2 separate regions of the Callithrix jacchus genome follow, and region 1 is linked to region 2. The links are chromatin contacts, called in public Hi-C maps. All regions are on one chromosome and are shown on one strand. Each heading gives the region's core, a stretch centred on a gene start, on an enhancer-like site or on the middle of the called end of the contact. The rest is flanking DNA. Distances are from core to core; before and after follow the strand shown.

Region 1 (3,518 bases), core at 1,015-3,514, 150 kb before region 2:
GATCTATGTCTAGGTGCTCCCTCTTATAGGAAACTTGTTTATACCTGGCAGATGCCCTTGTGGCTCTTGCCTGACCTATGTTTAGTTTATGTCTACCAAGATAGCCATGCTCTTGGAAAGCCATGACCTGGAAACAAATTGGGTTTGAGTGTGTTGGTCAGGTGAGATACAAAGGAGGCAACTGAAAAAAGAAAGCATGTGAAATAACAGAAGCAGCTTATTACTTACAGATCTAGAGAGAAGAGGGCAATATGCCTTGCAGGGCCGATGGGAAAGAGGGAAACCACTGAGGACATGCATGCTCAACCAGCGAGTGGGGAACGTGGGCCCAAGCGTTTAAGGGAGGCCAGGGCGGTACCTAGGTGAGTTTCCTGCAGAGAGTTCTAATTGGTGGGTTTAAAGCAAGCAGGTGGAAGTTTTGCCAAGGGGTCATGCTGTGACTGAGACATGGTTACTATAGCACATCTGCCTGGTCCACGTGAGGTCGGGGTGGGGTCAGTGGGGCAAATCAAATAGGTCATACCCTGCTATGCTATAGGAAAGTGGTCACCAGAAAGTAGTCATATAAAGCGGATATCTGGATCACTCACATTGAGGAACTGGAGAAAGGTGGAGAATGAGAAACTGTGTCAAGGGTGACTGAACCCTGCTTCTGGTATGAGAAAGTTTGACTTAATATTAAAAAATGGATGCTTAGGAAGTATAAAAAGATAAGAATCCAATATAGCCACATAGTATGTGTTTCCATTTATATGAAATATCCACAATAGGCAAATTCATAGAGACAGAAAGCAGATTAACAGTTGTTGGGGCCTGAGGAAAGGGGTGAGTAGAGAGAAACTACTTAATGGGTATAAAGTTTCTCCACATAGTGAGAAAAATATTCTTGAACTAGATAGTGATGATGATTGCATAGTAGTATCATGAATATTCTAAATACTACTAAATTGTATACTTTAAATTCATTAAAATGGTAAATTTTATTTTACATGTATTTTATCATAATAAAAAAACACATTGCTAACCTGAATAAAATTCTACAAATTATATATATATACACACACACATATTTTTTTCTGTAGTACATGTTGACATAAACATAAAAGCAGGAAAACATAAAAGCAAATTAGTTTGCCATCTGAAATAATCTCATGAGCCCCCACTGGCACCTTTTGGGAAACATTGATTTAAAGGTTTAATGAAATATCATTGAATGTAGAGATCCTGGTCCATATCTCAAAGCTACCACTTATTGTCTGTGTGATCTTAACATTTCTAAATTTAAGATTCCTTATTGCAAAATCAGGATCATACAGCCATGCATTGCATAATTATATTTTAGTCCATGAAGGACCACATAGTTGGCGGTGGTCCTATGAGATTTTAATACCATATTTGTACTGTACCATTTCTACATTTAAATATGTTTAGATAAGCAAACAAACATGCTGCTCAGGTTTGTAGCCTCGATGTGTAGTAAACGCTATACCATCTAGGTTTGATGTTTGCAAAATGATGAAATTGCCTAACAACTACATTTCTCAGAGTCTATCCCCATTGTTACACGATGCAAGACTCATAAGTATCTTTTGAAAATTAAATGCAATAATTTACATAATACTTTTAGAAGCCAGGCTAGCACTTAATAAGCATTCAGGAAGTGATAACTACCATAACATTGATCATTGTTATTATTTAAATTATCAGTACCAACTCCATCTGTTTACAAAGGAAGGTTGATCATAGGCCTGTAATGTGCATTTTCTGGAATTTTACCCCTTCAGAATTTTGCCCACTGGAGCGCTGAGGGGGAAATTTACAAATTAGTATTTTTTTTTTTCTTTTTGAGATGGTGTCTCACTCTGAGATTGGGATCATTTTTCTCCCTTCCTGCAAAACTTTTCCCATTTCCCTCCCCTTCATTGGGCTATAGCATGAGGTAAGCTTCCTCAAGTTCATGCTAACAAAAATAAAAATCCATTAATTCAATAATGTATGTATGTGTGAATGTGCACACACATGCATGCACACATTCAGTCCATAAGCAGATACTCAAATCGAGAAATTAGAACACCTGACCTCACTGAGATCAAACCTGTTAAAATTGCATTTAATTACCATTTTTTCAAAAACTTTAGACATTATGGCAGAGAAGCAAAGAAATCCTTACCTCATGATTGCTGTGAATTAGGCAGCTGTTCTGCAGTGTTTTGATTAGCCAGGTTCCTCTGAGATCCGGCTATTCTGTCTTGTGGATTTTCAGTGAAGTTTAAACCCCAAGACAGGGTTATATAAGGGAGCTAAACAGCAACAAATGGTGTAAGCTGTGGGTGTGTCCTTGCAAACTGGAAACCTTGAGGGAAACCGAAAGTAGAAAGTGAAACTAAAGCTAGTGAATTCCTGCTGGGGGCGTGGAAATGAAATTAGAACAGTGATTGATTTCTTTGTTCTCTGTTGATAAAATAACTGAAAGAGGCTGGTGCAATCTGTTTTACTGATGTGCTAATTTCTCTCTCCAGATCTTGCAGAAAACTGGAAGCTAGGCGATGTTAGTGCAGAGTCCACTGAACCTAGAGCCAGACCTATGAAAATTGGCCATGTGAACTTTCAGAAGTAATGCCACCCCAGCTGCATTTTGCTCATCTGGCACCAGAGATTGTTCATTTCATGACATGAAATTCTGTAAGTCTCTGAACAGGAGTCTTAGCCTAAATTTACTGCCATTCTCTTGTACTTGTCGAAGGGATTCTTCCTGCCCATTGCATAAAAAAAAGTTCAATAGACATGAGGCTGGCCATGCTACCGTAGGAGAAGCTGTTAGTACTTAAATCATCTCCTCCAAAGCTCGGGGGTTGAGGGTGGGGGCGGGTAGTTTTGCTGTTGATTGGTTAGGGTGGAGATGAAATTATAGAGGGTGGAAGCTGTCCCCAGCACACTGAATAGCTTCTGGGTGGGGTCACAGCAGTGGGGTTGGTGGGGTCTGGCGAAGCCATGGGTGTCAGACGTGCAAACAAACCCTAAAAAGATATCTCAAAAGGCCAATCTACAATAGTGATGTTATTTTCAGGAATGTTTGGTGATCTATATCTATGCCTTAGCAAATTCAGACTCCTCTCCTCCCTCAGCTAGACAGACTTTCACTAATTTTACAAAAGTGGTTAAGTTTTGGTAAGGCCTATTATCATTAAACTATAGCTTGAATGTCTTTCAAAGTTGACTCAGCCCAAAACCCCAGAAATAATTGGGAAAAAAACTGAGATGGTGGGGGTGGGCTAGTTCAGCTTACTTTTATAATTTTTCTCACTGATACGATTTTTGCAAAGGCGTTTTCACTCTGAGCAGTTGTGTGTCTTACTAACAATGTAGGATATTTTCTTGACTCCTTCACAGGACTCATGGCAGGAGTGCCTTGTTTACTCCGCCCATCCTGCTCAATGCCTTGCAGGAAGGAGCAGGTGAGTGAATGACTGCAGGAACTGAAGTTATCAAGTGCAGGAACCTGCGGCTTTAGCAAGAAT
Region 2 (3,415 bases), core at 887-3,386:
TGATACTTTCATCTCCTTCTTCAGTTGCCCCAGGAACTCCAACCGTGCTATAGTTCTCCTCTCCCTGGGGCTCATCTCTAAGGAACTAGGAAGAGCCTGGCCTCAGGTGCCTGGCCCTTTATAGGAACTAGAAGGCTGAGAGTTAAATGTCTGTTCCTCAGGGGCAGAGTTTGCTGTGGCCTAGAAAAGGGGCATCTGGAATGCAAATAGTTCATGACATGCTAGACAGCACACACCACTTACGGAACACCCAAAACCTTCAAAAGTTCTCAAATTCATAAATATTGAGGACTTTGGTTCCTGGTTCAGGTCTCTGCTTGTTTCCTTGGTCATATTTATGCTGATAGTCACTCGGTTTCTTCATATACCCTGTCACGGGAATTTCCCTGCATTTTTGAGGATGCCTGGAACCTCTTACCTAATGCACATTTTCCCAAAAGGCCCAATGTCTCTCACCTTGGCAGTTATGGCACCCTCAGAGATGATGGAGGGTGACTGAGCAGGCTGGAGGCAGGTGCTGACCTTTCCTACCAGCTTAGTGACCGCCAGCAGCCCATGCACAGTATACCCCAGGCCTCAGCAAAGTACAAATGGCCACCAGACCTGGGACTTCAGAGGCCCTTGGGAATGTTGAAACAAAGGCTGCCCTAGGACAACTCCAGTTTATATTACAGACCTGCATTGCTTCACCCCTGTGTCTTGGGCCCCCTTTTGGCATGGGGTTTGCAGTAGAGCCATTGGATTGGCTGTCATCTAGGCTACTGCTCTTGTTCCAGCTTTCTTACCCAGAAGCTAGCCAGGGTCAAAGGCTGCAGGGTGAGGGCCAGAGCACTGCTCTCTGCCCCACTTGTGACCTGGTGAATTTAGATTATAACTACACTGGAGTATATCTCTAGAATATTTGCAAAGCCCATATTTGCTGTAGAAGGCAGCCTGGCCCTTTGCTCTTCTGACCACCGTACCATCTTTTGTCAATAAAATGGTTGCTCTGTGCAGCATTTTGTATGATCTTCCCTTTGGCTCTCCCTCCTCTGGGCTATTGGCCAGGGGCTGCCACTGGTACAGGCTGCAGGCTCCAAGCCCAGGAAAAGGCTTCTGTGGAAGGCGGGCAGGTCTGGATGCCGGGCAGCTGAGGCTAGAATTCAGGTGTGGCATTTGAGGGCTCTGATGGTATGAGTTTGGGGTTGACCTTAAAGACCATTTTATTTACAGTACATTCAGAAGTTGACTTTTTGTTTAAATAATGTGTTTTAACTTGTTAATAAATGCCATACCTCATTCTTTAGTGGGCTTTTAAATTTAGTGTGCTTATCTTTCCATTCCCCTTGTAAACCTGATGAATTTTGAAGCTCCCCAGAGTCGACTTGATATTATTGCTCACTTTCTTACTGGCCCTGCTCAGAGCCCAGGTACTCACGCCTGTTTGAAGAAAGCCACCCCAACATATCTTTCCAGTGTTCTGAACTACCTAGGGTGCTATTAAAAATACAGATTCTTGGGCCTGAGCCCTGTGGAGACTCTGAATTCCTAGGGCCGTGATCCTGGGATCTATGTTTGAATAAGTACCCTAGATGATTTTGACCTGCTCTTTTTTTTTTTTTTGAAGGAAAAAAATTGTATACTTTTGGTAGACTTCTAAAGAACACCGTAAAAAGGATATTCAGGATAATTTTTGTTATACATGTAATATGTTTTATGAAATTTTAGAAAATATGGGAGTGAAAGAAAAATGACTGTCTAGCACCCAGCAATAGTCACTTAATATTTTGGTATAATCTTATAATTTTATAATATAATCATTTCCATTACAAAAGTCAGATCATACTACATCTGCTTTTAAGTAATTTTTCATTTAATGAAATGCCATTATGTTTGTTAGATACAAGCTAAGCTGCTGTATTAGAAACCCCAAAATACAGCTGCTAAATAAAGAGTTTCTTTCTTATAATAAAGTTAAGAGAGCAGAGCCCCAGATTGATGATAGAGGGGATTGTGGCTGCTTTCTGTGAGGTCATGTAGGGACACAGTTCCCTCCATACTACAGCTCTGCCATCCTCAGAGTGCTGTCCTCTTCTGCCTGGCTGCAGCTGGGTCACCTCCGTGTCTCTTCCAATCCACAGGAAGGCAGGAGAGAGGTAGCTCAGGGCAAGTGGCTTTGTGTGAAGGAGATAACTCAGAAGTGAGCAGTATGGCCATAGCCTGCCTGCTTGCAGGAGGATGAGGATGTGGTTTCTATCCTGGCAGCCGTGTGCTTAGGGAAAGCTTTAGGGATTCTGTTACTGAAAGCAAGAGGCAGGAATGGGCATGGGGTACGGTCTCTGCCATAATTAAAATCCGGGATTTGCCATAAAGGGCAGCTTTCTGTTGCTTGAATTTTATCATTTTGTTTTTTGCAATGATAGTTGTTTTTCAGTCATGTATAATCTGTCCTTATATGTGAGAGTATTTTCTTAGGGTGATACATTCACCCTAAGACTTAGTAGTGAGAGGATAGATAAAGCTTTAAGACTTATGATACATATTGTACTCTAGAAAAGTTGAACCTGTTTACATTTTTATTACCATTCAAGATCTAAATATAATTTTTAAAATGTCACTTTAAAACTATTTACCCTAATACTATAGGCGATTCCTCCTGATCATTATCTACATACTCTCTGTGATATGATTATCACAGAAATATAACCTTGATGCACATTGTTTCATTTTCTTTTTCCATTTAATATTATTTATGAGATCATTTGTAAGCCATTTTCTGTTACTATTTTATCATACTTATATTTATAACAGCAGCATACCCCTTGTGTATACTGATATAACATATTTCTAGATATAGATAGCCCAAATATCTATTATTGGGCTTTAGCTTATTTCCAGATTTTTGTTACTATAAGCCATCTTAACACTGTTCTTTTGAAATACCCTTTCAAGTGGATAACTTGAAATCCTGAGTCCGAGCACAAAGGCAAATTTAGAAGTTCAGTCTGAGCTATAGGCAAGTTTCACCTTTGTTTTCTAAGCTCATGCTGGTGCTTTATATGAATGCTGAAGGATACGTCACAAAGTGATGAACTGCTGTCTGTGTTCAGTGGCAGAATAGTTTGCAACAATATATTTTCACTGACAAAGATGGGGAACAGATGCATTAACAGGTGCTGTGAATCCAAATTTTGTATTGCTTGTTAAATATGCCACAGGTATTTAATACCTGTCATTTGCAATGGCAAAAGCAGATGCCAAACATTTCTCCTGTAGCATATCATCTTACTCTGTCTTTTATTACATCAAACAGTAGAATTGAATGCAGTTGGTCAGAAAAGACTTCACATAAATCAAACGCAGTTTTGACAAAGAATGTGTGGACATTTCTTTTCACCAAGCGCCACCTTGTGGCCAAAACTTATCATTTTCAATT

What was found. A called contact is a pair of places that touch in the nucleus more often than the background predicts.
Region 1: a Hi-C map of skeletal muscle shows a contact between it and region 2, with 7 times the contacts expected there. The contact joins the promoter of LOC100406756 here to the enhancer-like site in region 2. A contact is called at or near these places in 2 of 3 Hi-C or Micro-C datasets (both in skeletal muscle).

What each region holds. Positions count from the first base shown.
Region 1 is chr12:81,970,521-81,974,038 of calJac240_pri, reverse strand. LOC100406756 (antiviral innate immune response effector IFIT1) reads right to left here and starts at 2,264. Exons shown (of 2, transcript XM_002756386.7): 1 at 2,171-2,264. The coding sequence starts at 2,175.
Region 2 is chr12:81,820,627-81,824,041 of calJac240_pri, reverse strand. All of the region lies in intron 8 of LIPA (lipase A, lysosomal acid type), which reads left to right. Among named protein-coding and RNA genes, the nearest start is that of CH25H, 17 kb to the right of the region's middle. Within about 2 kb of position 2,136, at least 4 of the 16 cell types and tissues checked have an H3K27ac peak or open chromatin away from gene starts, as enhancers often do. A contact at or near this core is called in skeletal muscle, where this site is marked.